Regions from separate parts of the Triticum aestivum genome. Here region 1 is linked to region 2. A link is a contact called in public Hi-C data. All regions are on one chromosome and are shown on one strand. Each heading gives the region's core, a stretch centred on a gene start, on an enhancer-like site or on the middle of the called end of the contact. The rest is flanking DNA. Distances are from core to core; before and after follow the strand shown.

What was found. Hi-C and Micro-C count contacts between places; a contact is called where the count stands out from the background.
Region 1: a contact with region 2 is called in a Hi-C map of leaf, with 4 times the contacts expected there. The contact joins two enhancer-like sites. A contact is called at or near these places in 3 of 5 Hi-C or Micro-C datasets (leaf and root) and 1 of 1 datasets of contacts at active chromatin or transcription factors (leaf).

The regions. Positions count from the first base shown.
Region 1 is chr2D:61,498,924-61,504,126 of IWGSC CS RefSeq v2.1, forward strand. No RefSeq gene overlaps it. Among protein-coding and RNA genes, the nearest start is that of LOC123051562, 5.8 kb to the right of the region's middle. Within about 2 kb of position 1,423, at least 2 of the 8 cell types and tissues checked have an H3K27ac peak or open chromatin away from gene starts, as enhancers often do. A contact at or near this core is called in leaf, where this site is marked.
Region 2 is chr2D:61,395,097-61,400,489 of IWGSC CS RefSeq v2.1, forward strand. No RefSeq gene overlaps it. Among protein-coding and RNA genes, the nearest start is that of LOC123051562, 110 kb to the right of the region's middle. Within about 2 kb of position 3,990, at least 3 of the 8 cell types and tissues checked have an H3K27ac peak or open chromatin away from gene starts, as enhancers often do. A contact at or near this core is called in leaf, where this site is marked.

The DNA.
Region 1 (5,203 bases), core at 173-2,672, 100 kb after region 2:
CTTGGCGCTTTACTCTTCTAGGCTTGAGGAAGCCACCAGCCGACGACAGGTGTGATCTAGGTTACCATGTCAGGAACATGGTCACGTTGCATCCACGGGAGTGTGTTGGTTCCGTTGGTTCACCAAAAGCAACCTCCTCTTCTAGCTAGTCTGGGCCTGCGCTCATGATTCGACATTTTCCTAAGCTTCATAATTCATGGTAATATTGAATTGGTAAACTTGTACTCCTTGTTTGTGAAGATATTATGAAGTAGAATATTCAAATGATACTACTTTGTAAAGTTGTTTGACAGCCATTCGCCACTAGCTAAGCTAAATAAGTCTACTTTTGATGCGGGAGTTTCATCAATTGTTTGGGCAAAAGCGTACATGTGCTCCTCAGCTCATGGTCTTGTGGGTGACATGCAGGTAGGGGCGATATTGCTACACTCCCAAGTGAACCACCGATGGCGATGACAATAATAATAATCCAAGTAAAGTGCGCCTTAGTAGTGTGGCAACTTGCACGTTTGATTTTCTTGTTGGTCCCGATCGAGCACGAGTTCCGTCCGGGACGTCTTTTCACTCAGTTGGAGGGCTTTTTACAGCTAGTGGCCTCAACACCTGGCTTGATCTCTCTGGCCCACAAACATTTACTGATAAAATGTTCGTCCACTCAAAAAAAAACTGATATAAATGTTCGTAGCTTCTCTATAAAAGAGAAAAAAATCTTGACAAGAAATCGGATGTGCCCAAAGTTGGTACAAAATTTGAGGTTAGTATAAAAGTTGAGATACTTATTTTGCAATGAAGTGAGTACAACAGAAGGTCACTTTTTTCATTGAGAAAGAGTAGATCACTTGTAATCAGGGGAGAAAGAGAACACACCGTCCATCCACGAGAAAGAAACAAGCGTCGCCGTGACCCCGTCCATATGAACCGTTTATTCGGATCCAGATGCCTTCGCTGACCTATGCATCCGGTGAACCCGACCCAGATACATAATTTACGAGAGCAACATGCGTGCATGCACATGATCGAACGACCAAGATCCAACCAACGGGAATCAAATGTCACGGAGACCCAGATGCTTCCGTTGACCCCGTCCGTCCACCATTTTCTGCGTAGCAGATCTATGTTAGCAAAGGATTAAGCAATCAATAATTCCGCGCATATACACATGTTCTGCGTAGCAGCACGCATGTTACGGCGGCCGGCTCGCACCCACCCACCCGGTTAAACCCCGTCCGTCCATCCACCATGAGCAAGCAGCCGCGAGCCCCACGCACGCCCACCGGCGCCTTGGAACCAGTCCGGCCGGAGACAGCGACACTGTCGAAAAAGAAAAAGTTCGAAGACCGCGACTGCTGCACCGATCATTGGGGGGACAAATCGAGTGTGGGCCACCGCGGCACTGGGAAAGCGCCCCGGACGACGGAGGAGCAAGCACGACGCGGCCTTCGCCGGTCCTTCGGCGGCGAGCGCGCGCTCGAGGGAGACGTGCGTGCCGTGTGCCGGCAATGGCAGAGAATTAACCATGGGCAAGCGCTGGAGGGAGACAACCAACCATGTTCATTGCCAGTCTACAGCCATTGGAATCTAGCTCCAATAATGCACGCATATCCTTGGATGATTGACCGGTTGATTCCTCCGTGGCTTAACGAACACTGCAGACTTGGTCTTTGCGTGGGCGTCGACACTTGGCGCGTCCCGTTCGGCTGAGACAGGAATCCAGCCGTACGTTGCTGATCGATGGAACCTAGCTAACCCGACGACGACATGGCCAAAGGTGGCCATTTACGTGTCGATCTTCACTGGATCATCCATATATCTTTCGTGGTTCACATCGTCCCGTAAAGGAAAGAATCAGATGTGCGGCCACGCATATGGACTGTCGCGTACGAACGTAGTTCAACCGTATTGATGTGTTCGTGGAGTGTGTGTATTTCTAGCTAGTCCAGTAGAGGTCAAGCTCCAAGTGTTATGAGGTATGACACGTGTTTGTGTTTCTCACCGGGGTGGGCTATTCTTCTTGGTAAATGTGCCGTACCCGACGATTCCAGGGGCGGAGCCAGGATTTGAGCAGGGGGGGGGGCCAAAAATCCAATGACCGGAGGACCAAGAAGCAATGATCTGATAAGCGACATAATGTAGAAATATGATAAATCTTAGTATGAATATATAATGTAATAAGAATATATAATGTAACATCTGTCTTGTGATCCAACGAAAATATCATGAAGACTATAGTTCTACGGCCATGACAAGGAAATAATCTGCAGCCATAACAAGTCAATTAATTTATATATACCCTAAAAAGCCTGCCACACTGAAGCTAGATGGGGCGTCCCAGGATTGAACAGCCTGAATTAATCTGATTTTCTTTTTCTCTTCATAATTAACTGTCAAGCTACAAATCTCAGAACTTGCATCTGATGTATAAATTTGACACCAAAGGGATGAGAACTGAGAGGGATTATTCTACATGTAATTGAGATAGATTACTCCCCGCAAGAAAGAAAGAAAAACAGAGACAGGTTACTGGATAGTGTTCACCTTTTAGTTGAAGTGTGGAAAATTGGTGAGTGCAGCGCGCCCCGTTGCAGCACTTGGGTCGCCGTCAAATCTGATCGCGAGCAGTTTGGGGGAGGGCTGGAGGCAGTAGGAGAGCAGCGGCGCAACCTAATTGCCCTCATGTGCTAATCACAAAACAGATCACAGATGCAACGCTTGACGCCAGGACCTAGGAGACTAGGAGCGGAGGTGGTCGATCTGTCGATTGGGCTTTCTCATTGGCTTTTCCTTTTTTCTCTCATGGGCTTTCATTGTCTCCCAGAATTTACGCTTAGGGGGGGTGGGGGGCGAGTATGGAAAATCACATATATTATCGCTAGTTAGACCTACCTGCTTTAACGTTTCAACGATCGATAGGGGGGGCCAGGCCCCTGCTCGCCCCCCCTGGCTCCGCCACTGGACGATTCGACAGTGAACCGCACCCCGCCCATGGTGTTTCGAGTAATCACGACACCGTCGTCTAAAAGATAGCAAGTCACCGTGCAAGCCAAGTTCTGCGCACACAAGCAAGCATCCACCAAGCTTGCACACATCACCAGGCCCAGCTCGCATGCATGCCACGTAGCAATGCCACGCGACCCTTCATGCATGGGGCCGGTGCTTTGTACAATAATGCATGGCACTCATGCAGGCACAATTAATTCCTCTATGATTACGGTGCCACCACCACCACGTACGTACGTCTTGATTAGTACAATGATACAGGAGTTGCGCACTCTGTTTCGCAAGAGACACCAAGCCCGGGACGTCTCAGCTCGCGCGCATCTGCATCTTATCTTCCTTCATCGCGTCGTCCGTAGCCTCTAATAATAGATGATCAACAGCTCTAAGTCGTGAGGGCTTTGGCAACCAAACCCGGACGAACAGAGCGTCCGAGAAATGAATCGATGGAGCCCCATGACTAGACCATGCCATCGGTGATTGTCAAGCTACTTTGGGTGCTACGTCAACACCCCCTCGCGTGCTAGTGCCGCTACACGTACCGACAGGCCACCTCGAGCCCTGCACTGTGGCTGGCACGTAAAGTTCTTCCCGAGGCAGAGAATATGCTCATCACTCCCGCGAAATCCAATGCTTTCAAGGCATGATAGCCCAACTAAATATTTGTGCATTACCTCCATTGGGAAATAAGTGAACCTAAACTAAAACAATGTCACTTATTTCCGAATGGAGGGAGTACAAGCTAAAATATAGTGGGCAGATTGCCACAACACAAAATGTACATATTCGAACAAAAATCATCTCGGTAGGCGATGACAAATCGGAAAAGTAAACCTAGCTATTCTCATGGGAAAAAAGGACGTCGGGGCATGGAGTTTTTGCAATCGGGTAAATACGTATGTGCCGGGTGAACCTCAAAATTGTAAGAAGAAACAAAAACAGAAAATCGTTTTTCTTAGACTTGCATCTTTTATTGAAATATGTATAATGATGAGTTGCACTCGGTGTTTCGCAAGAGACACCGAGCCCGTGACGTCTCAACGCATCTGCATCTTTTCTTCCTTCCTTGAAGATGCCTCGCATCTGCGTCTCCATCTATCGTCCGTGCCCTCCAATAATGGATGATCAACAGCTAGCTAGCTCGTCCTTAGTAGTCGTCAGTCGTCACGGCTTTGGCAACCGATCTGGAGGAGCGAGGTGTGCAAGAAATGAACCGTACGAGAGCCCCACGATTAGACCATGTCATCAGTGATGGTTAAGCTACTCCATACTCTGGTTAGTACGCCTACGCCAACACCCTCGCGTGCTAGTGCCGGTACACGTACCTACAGGCCACCTCAAACTCCGTACCGGTTGGCACGCAAGGTCTTCACGGGGCGATGTACGTAAGCTTTGTTTTCCGACGCGGATGGGAGTGAAGATATCTATGCCATACTTGGATTGCCAACAGAATCTACCCTGTCAATTTTTTGGCAATGATCAAAACATTGTTCTTGTCCGGGTTACTGCTAATTTTTTTTGGCATGTGAAGGTACCACCAAAATCCCGCAAATCGAAAGCAAACTAGGGAAACTTTGTGGGAGTTCGGACATCCAAACGACGAAACAAAAGCCACCATCTATCCTTCCCGGATGGCGGAACCCACTGCGAAAGATAATTAATTTGGCGGAAGGCTAGCATCTTAAAGGTGACTAGCATTTTGTGCATTTGGCGGAAAGCTTTGAAAATGACCAAAGGCATCTGGCAAAAGGTGTACTGGAAGATGATTAGCATTTGGCGGAAGCTATGAAAATGGTACTACACATTTGGCGAAAGGCGTACTTGATTAGCATTTGGCATGGTGTTTAGCATTAGGCGGAAGGCTAGCATGTATTGTAAAATGACCATCACTCCACTCAAATCCACATTACACTTTGCCGTTGCTATTTTTCTCAAAATAAAGGCAGACCTTTGAGGCATAGCGTTAGATGCCGACCCCGTATCCGTGTTCGTGGACGAGTCCGGAACAGTCCACGGACGGATACTGTGTCCGTTTTAGGCATCAACGTTGAAGATGCCCTCAATGCTTCTTTAGCACCTCTAGTTCATTTTCCTATCCAATGTTAGCCAAATTATGGAAAAGCAAAACACAAATTGGAAAAGGAAAACCTAGCTATTCTCATGGAAAAAAGGACGCCGGGACATGGAGTTTCCGCACTCGTGTGAGTAT
Region 2 (5,393 bases), core at 2,740-5,239:
GACATTCATGGAAGTCATGGCGAAAAAATTCAGCACTTCAAAATGTTTCAAAAAATAGCATTTTGGAAGCATCCAATTTTATTTTATTTTCCACGACTTCCATGAGGGTGATTTAATGGTAATTTTTTGCAAGCAAACAAAACATTTAGTTTGCCAAAAAATCAGATTTTTTTATTTGTTTTACTACTACATTTTTAATTTTACTGCTCATCGGGGAAGATTTGAGCTCGGAGGTGATAATCCATGTCCGCATTGCCTACATTCCTACGGACCGTTTATTCTGGCCCAGATGCTCGCGATGACCTAGACATCCGGTCAACCCGACCCATAGACATAACTTAGGAGAGCCACATGAAGGTTCATGCAGGCACATGATTGATCCAACCAACTTAAACGAAATGCTAAAGCAAGCAATTTCCGGGCATATGTAGCATACATGCGACGGCGGCTTGCACCCACCAAATCGCAGCTCAACCCGTCCGGCCACCATGAGCAAGCAGCCGCCACCGCGAGGCGCGAGCAGCCACCCACGGGCACCTGCGGGGCTACTCTGGGCGGGAGACCCTGCAGGGGGACAGGCGAGTGTGCGCGGCAGCTCCTGGGGCGCAGTGCGTCACCGCGTCGACGGACGAAGCAGGACGTGCCTTCCCCGCCAGAGTTAACTTCAACTAACGGTGAGAGTATATGAAAAGAATCAGCATGCATATTGTATATGAAAAGAATCCCACTCCAATCTCGCATGTCCATGGTTCACTGCTTGATTCCTCTTTGATGCTAATTATGAGTTTATTAGGACCCGAACAGAATCATGGTTTAACGAAGAAACTAGGTGCTGTGTGGGTATCGAAACTCCTGTGCGTCCGGTTCCGCTGAGATGAACCCTAGCTACCCAATGTTGACATAACCGATGATGCCTCTCTCTCTCTCTCTCTCTCTCTCTCTCTCTCTCTCTCTCTCTCTCTCTCTCTCTCTCTCTCTCTCTCTCTCTCTCTCTCTCTCTCTCTCTCTCTCTCTCTCTCTCTCTCTCTCTCTCTCTCGGTTCATTCTCCAGAACAGTAACGAGAATGGTAAACACTTGCTGAGCTAGAACCTATGGAAATATCAACCAATTATTGATGTAGTCCCGCATTGAGCTCGATCTAACAAAAGCTTGACTTGCGAACAGCTACTACTGTGCAGCTAGCGCCTAGCGGGGATTGCTGTCACTTTGACGCGTCCCGTTCACCCCAGGGAGAATACAACTGTGGCTCATGGGTCATGGCACGGTGAAAATAGCTCTCCGTGACCACGACATAAGATGGTCCTTCTCTAGCTTCGTTTTCGAACAAGGACGTGTGTGTCACGATGCGTTCACCAATCTTTCCTTGATCCAATATATTTTTCGTGGTGTAGAATCTCCTGTGAAGAAAGGATCAAATCCATGGCACATCATGCACGCCCTGTCCATACATTCGAAAACACACACACACACACACACACACACACACACACACACACACACACACACACACACAGTTAACTTATTTTCGAATGATAAAATGTCTGGAGTTTGGATACTGGCATGTACTACTTCCGCATGCAAATATGCAGTCTACGACCATTAGTTCCAGCTCCCATGCGCCCGTGCATGCAAGCCATGTAGCATGCCACACGTCCTAGGCCCGATGCTTTCAATCATGCATGCACACAGATACGTACTCTTACAATTATTTTTCCTATTATTATGGAGACAGGAAGCATGTATCGTGTACAATGAGACACCAGATGAACAGTCAATGTTCAACAAGCGGCAAGCCATGCATCCAGACGCCTCACCTGGTGGGAATCTGGCATGTGCATCTCCATCGCAGCCTAATTAATAATCGGCATCAACAACCGTATACAGTATCATGCATGGACACTAGGCGTGACGGCTTGGGCAACCGGGTCGATCAAGACAACGTAGAAGCCGAGGCCACATGGCTGATTAGGGCTTCATGACCTGAGGCAGCCACCAGCTGGACGACAGGTGTATGTTGGATATACCATCAAGAACGGCGTCACGTTGCATCCACGGGAGTGTTTGTTCCATTGGTTCTCCAAAAGCAACCTGCTGTTCTAGCTAGTTTGGGCCCGCGCTGATGGTTCGATATTTTTTCTAATCTTCACGATTGGTATGTGATGATATTATGGAGTAGAATATTCAAAAGTTACTAGTACTTTGTAAAGTTGTTTGACAACCATTCGGCACTAGCAAAAAAATCTATTTCTGATGTAGAGTTCCATGGAGACCAATTGTTTGGACAAACAGTTTGTCTAATTCACCTGTAGATGTTTTTTAAGGATGTCACATCTAAACTCCCACAATTATATAATGTAGCAAAAAGAAAACAGAAAAAACTAAGACAAAAAGATAGACCACAAATAGAGTAGACATCAGCTTAGATGTGACATAATTATGTCACATCTAGACGTGTCTTAGACAGATCCTTGGACAAAAGCAAAGCATGTGCTCACGATCCCGTGGAGGATGACATGCAGGTAGGGGCCGCGTAGCTACACTCCAAATGAACCACCGATAATAATAATATACTACTACTCTAAGTAAAGTGAATCTTTAGGGGTGCGGCAAGTTGCATGTTTGATTTTTCTTGTCAGTCTCGATCGAGCTCGAGTCCAGGACATCTTTCCACTAAACTGGACTGCTTTATTTTTACTGATAGTGTGCTGGGCACGTTTGTTTTTTTAGGGTTTGATCTTTTCCACAAACATGTATCGGTTTCTTAATTGATAACATCCTCCAAAACTAAGCGCTTCCATGTAAGGGCTCCCACTAGCACTTTGGTGCATTTTTCTTTTAGGTTTTCAAATCCTGTAGAATTTATTCATACTAATGAGTAACTTTTTTAACTTTATATTATATATATATATATATATGTGTGTGTGTGTGTGTATATATATATATATATTATTTTTGTGTTTTGAGTAATGGACTTTCTAATAGGTAATTTTGGTAGAGTGCCTATTATTTACTTTTGGATAATGTAATACTCCCTCCGTCACAAAATAAGTGTCTCAACGTCAGTACAAAGTTGAGACACTTATTTTGGGACGGAGGGAGTATTATGTTGATGTTTTAATACTTTTGTTGCTAAATATTTTTTAATAATGATCGTGTGCATCCTTTGATGCAAAGGCCGGAGTTATCCCCTTTTCGAGAGAGAGAAATATGACTTTATCAGACGTCTGGGGGATTTTTGTTCCATGTGATGTGTTAGGCTGTGAACGTAAAAAAAAATATTGATGATGAATTTAAAATTACCTAAGTGTCAAATAGACACTCCAAACAATGCAGCGATGGTGTCGTTTCGATGGCTCATTCTATCGATAGTAGTGGTCGTTCAGTGGTATCATATTCTCGGTGTAATTTGTATTATGTTTGAGACATTTTGTATCTGGTGAACTTTTATAATAGATCTGGACCCTATTTGGAAAAATAAAAAATCAAAGCAAGCGCCTGAGCAATAGCGGAAGCACACTTTGAATCACGGGAAAAAGGAAAAACACCGTCAGTCCAAGAGAGGGAAACAAGTATCTTCGTGCATTTCATATTTATTCAGATCCAGATGCTTGTATATATGCTGCTATGCACCGGGTCAACCCGACCCAGAGACATAATTTACGAGGGCAACATGCAGGTGCATGCATGCACACGATTGATCTAACCAACGGGAACCAAAAAGTGCATAATTTACGAGGGGAACATGTTGTGCCGTGTCATGTATAGCAGCACACATGCGAGAGCGGCTTGCACCCACCCAGTTAAACTGTGTTCGTCCACCGCGAGCCCCATGCACGGCTACCGCGTCCTTGGAGCTACTCGGGCTGGAAGACAGCGACAGTGTCGAAAAGAAAATGCTTGAAGACAACGACTTCATCGGCCCTGCAGGGGACAAATTGAGCGTGGGCGCGACTGCGGCAGCAACGGCACTTTCCAGGGCGTCACCGGGGAAAGCACCGGGGACGACGGAGGAAGCAACACAGGGCCTTCGCCCTTCGGCGGCGAGCTCTCGAGGGAGACGTGCGTGCCATGTGCGCCAAGAATGGCAGAGAGACTTTAACCAACAACGAGAGCTCCAAATTTTGGAATCTCACTCCAATTATACACGCATGTCCTTTTCATTGGCTTGAGCGATCAAAACTATTGTGTGTAGGTAGCGGCTAGCGTGGGTTTCCCGTCAGTGGACGCGGCCCATTCACCCCGGGCAGAGAGAATCCAGCTGTGGCTGATGTCGCGGTGAAAAATGAAAATAGCTTGCGGTGACCACGACGTAAGATGGTCCTTCTCTAGCTTCATTTTCCAAGGAGGGCACGACAACGCGGGCGTCACTCTCTCCTTGGTCTTAGTATATTTTTCATGGTGTAGAATCTCCCGCGAAGAATGGATCACATTCGCGGTATATCTTTGTTAGGAATCTAAGCTCTCTCAACTCACGATCACAGAGGAAACAGAGGTTTTGCGTCGCGTGCAAACTTGCGACTTTTCCCGTTTTTTTTACTGCTATTTATTCGTTACAAAAGAGAAGATGCAGGTGACGATCCTATCTATATGTGCCACGATCCGCCAGACTCGGGCCATCCCACAAGAGCTGATCGTGTGTCCTAAGCCACCTGCGAGACGACCGGGCTACGACGTGAAAGCGTCGATCTAACCCATGCAACGCTACTTGCCCGGCACGCATAAGTCACGGCTCGTGCAAACGTGTTTATTTGACAGAAAAACAAACTACCTAAGCCCAACGACCAGATTAGCTGACAAATCACCCCCCTAATCTTGGCGTTGGCGAATTATTTCAACCATGCCGATTCTCCTCCTCTGCTCTTGGAAGATGAGACGCCCAAGTGCTTTCAGTAGTGTGTCAACAAGCTGATCACTGGTCCTGACGTAGTCGATGAAGACACGCCCCTGTTCCACGCACTCGCGAATGAAGTGATACCTGATTTTAATGTGCTTGCTGCGGTCGTGGAAGACAGGATTCTTTGCCAGGGAGATCGCCGACTTGTTGTCGAGAGGAGCTTCGGCCGCGCAACTTTCTTCTTCAGCATCTCGCCAAGTAGCCGCGCCTGCCAGATGCCCTGGCATGCAGCGGTGGTGGCGGCCATGTACTCGGCCTCACATGAAGAGGTCGCCACCACCCTTTGTTTCTGGGACCGCCAGCTCACCGGGCTCTTGCCGAGGAAGAAGATCACGCCCGTCGCGCTCTTCCTATCGTCCGTGTCCCTGTCGTGATCCGAATCACTATAGCCGGTTAGCTACAGTATTCCCTCGCCGCGCTCGTATGCACAGCCGTGATACAGTGTCCCCGCCACATACCGCAGGAGGTGCTTCACTGCAGCGTAGTGGTCGGAGGCGG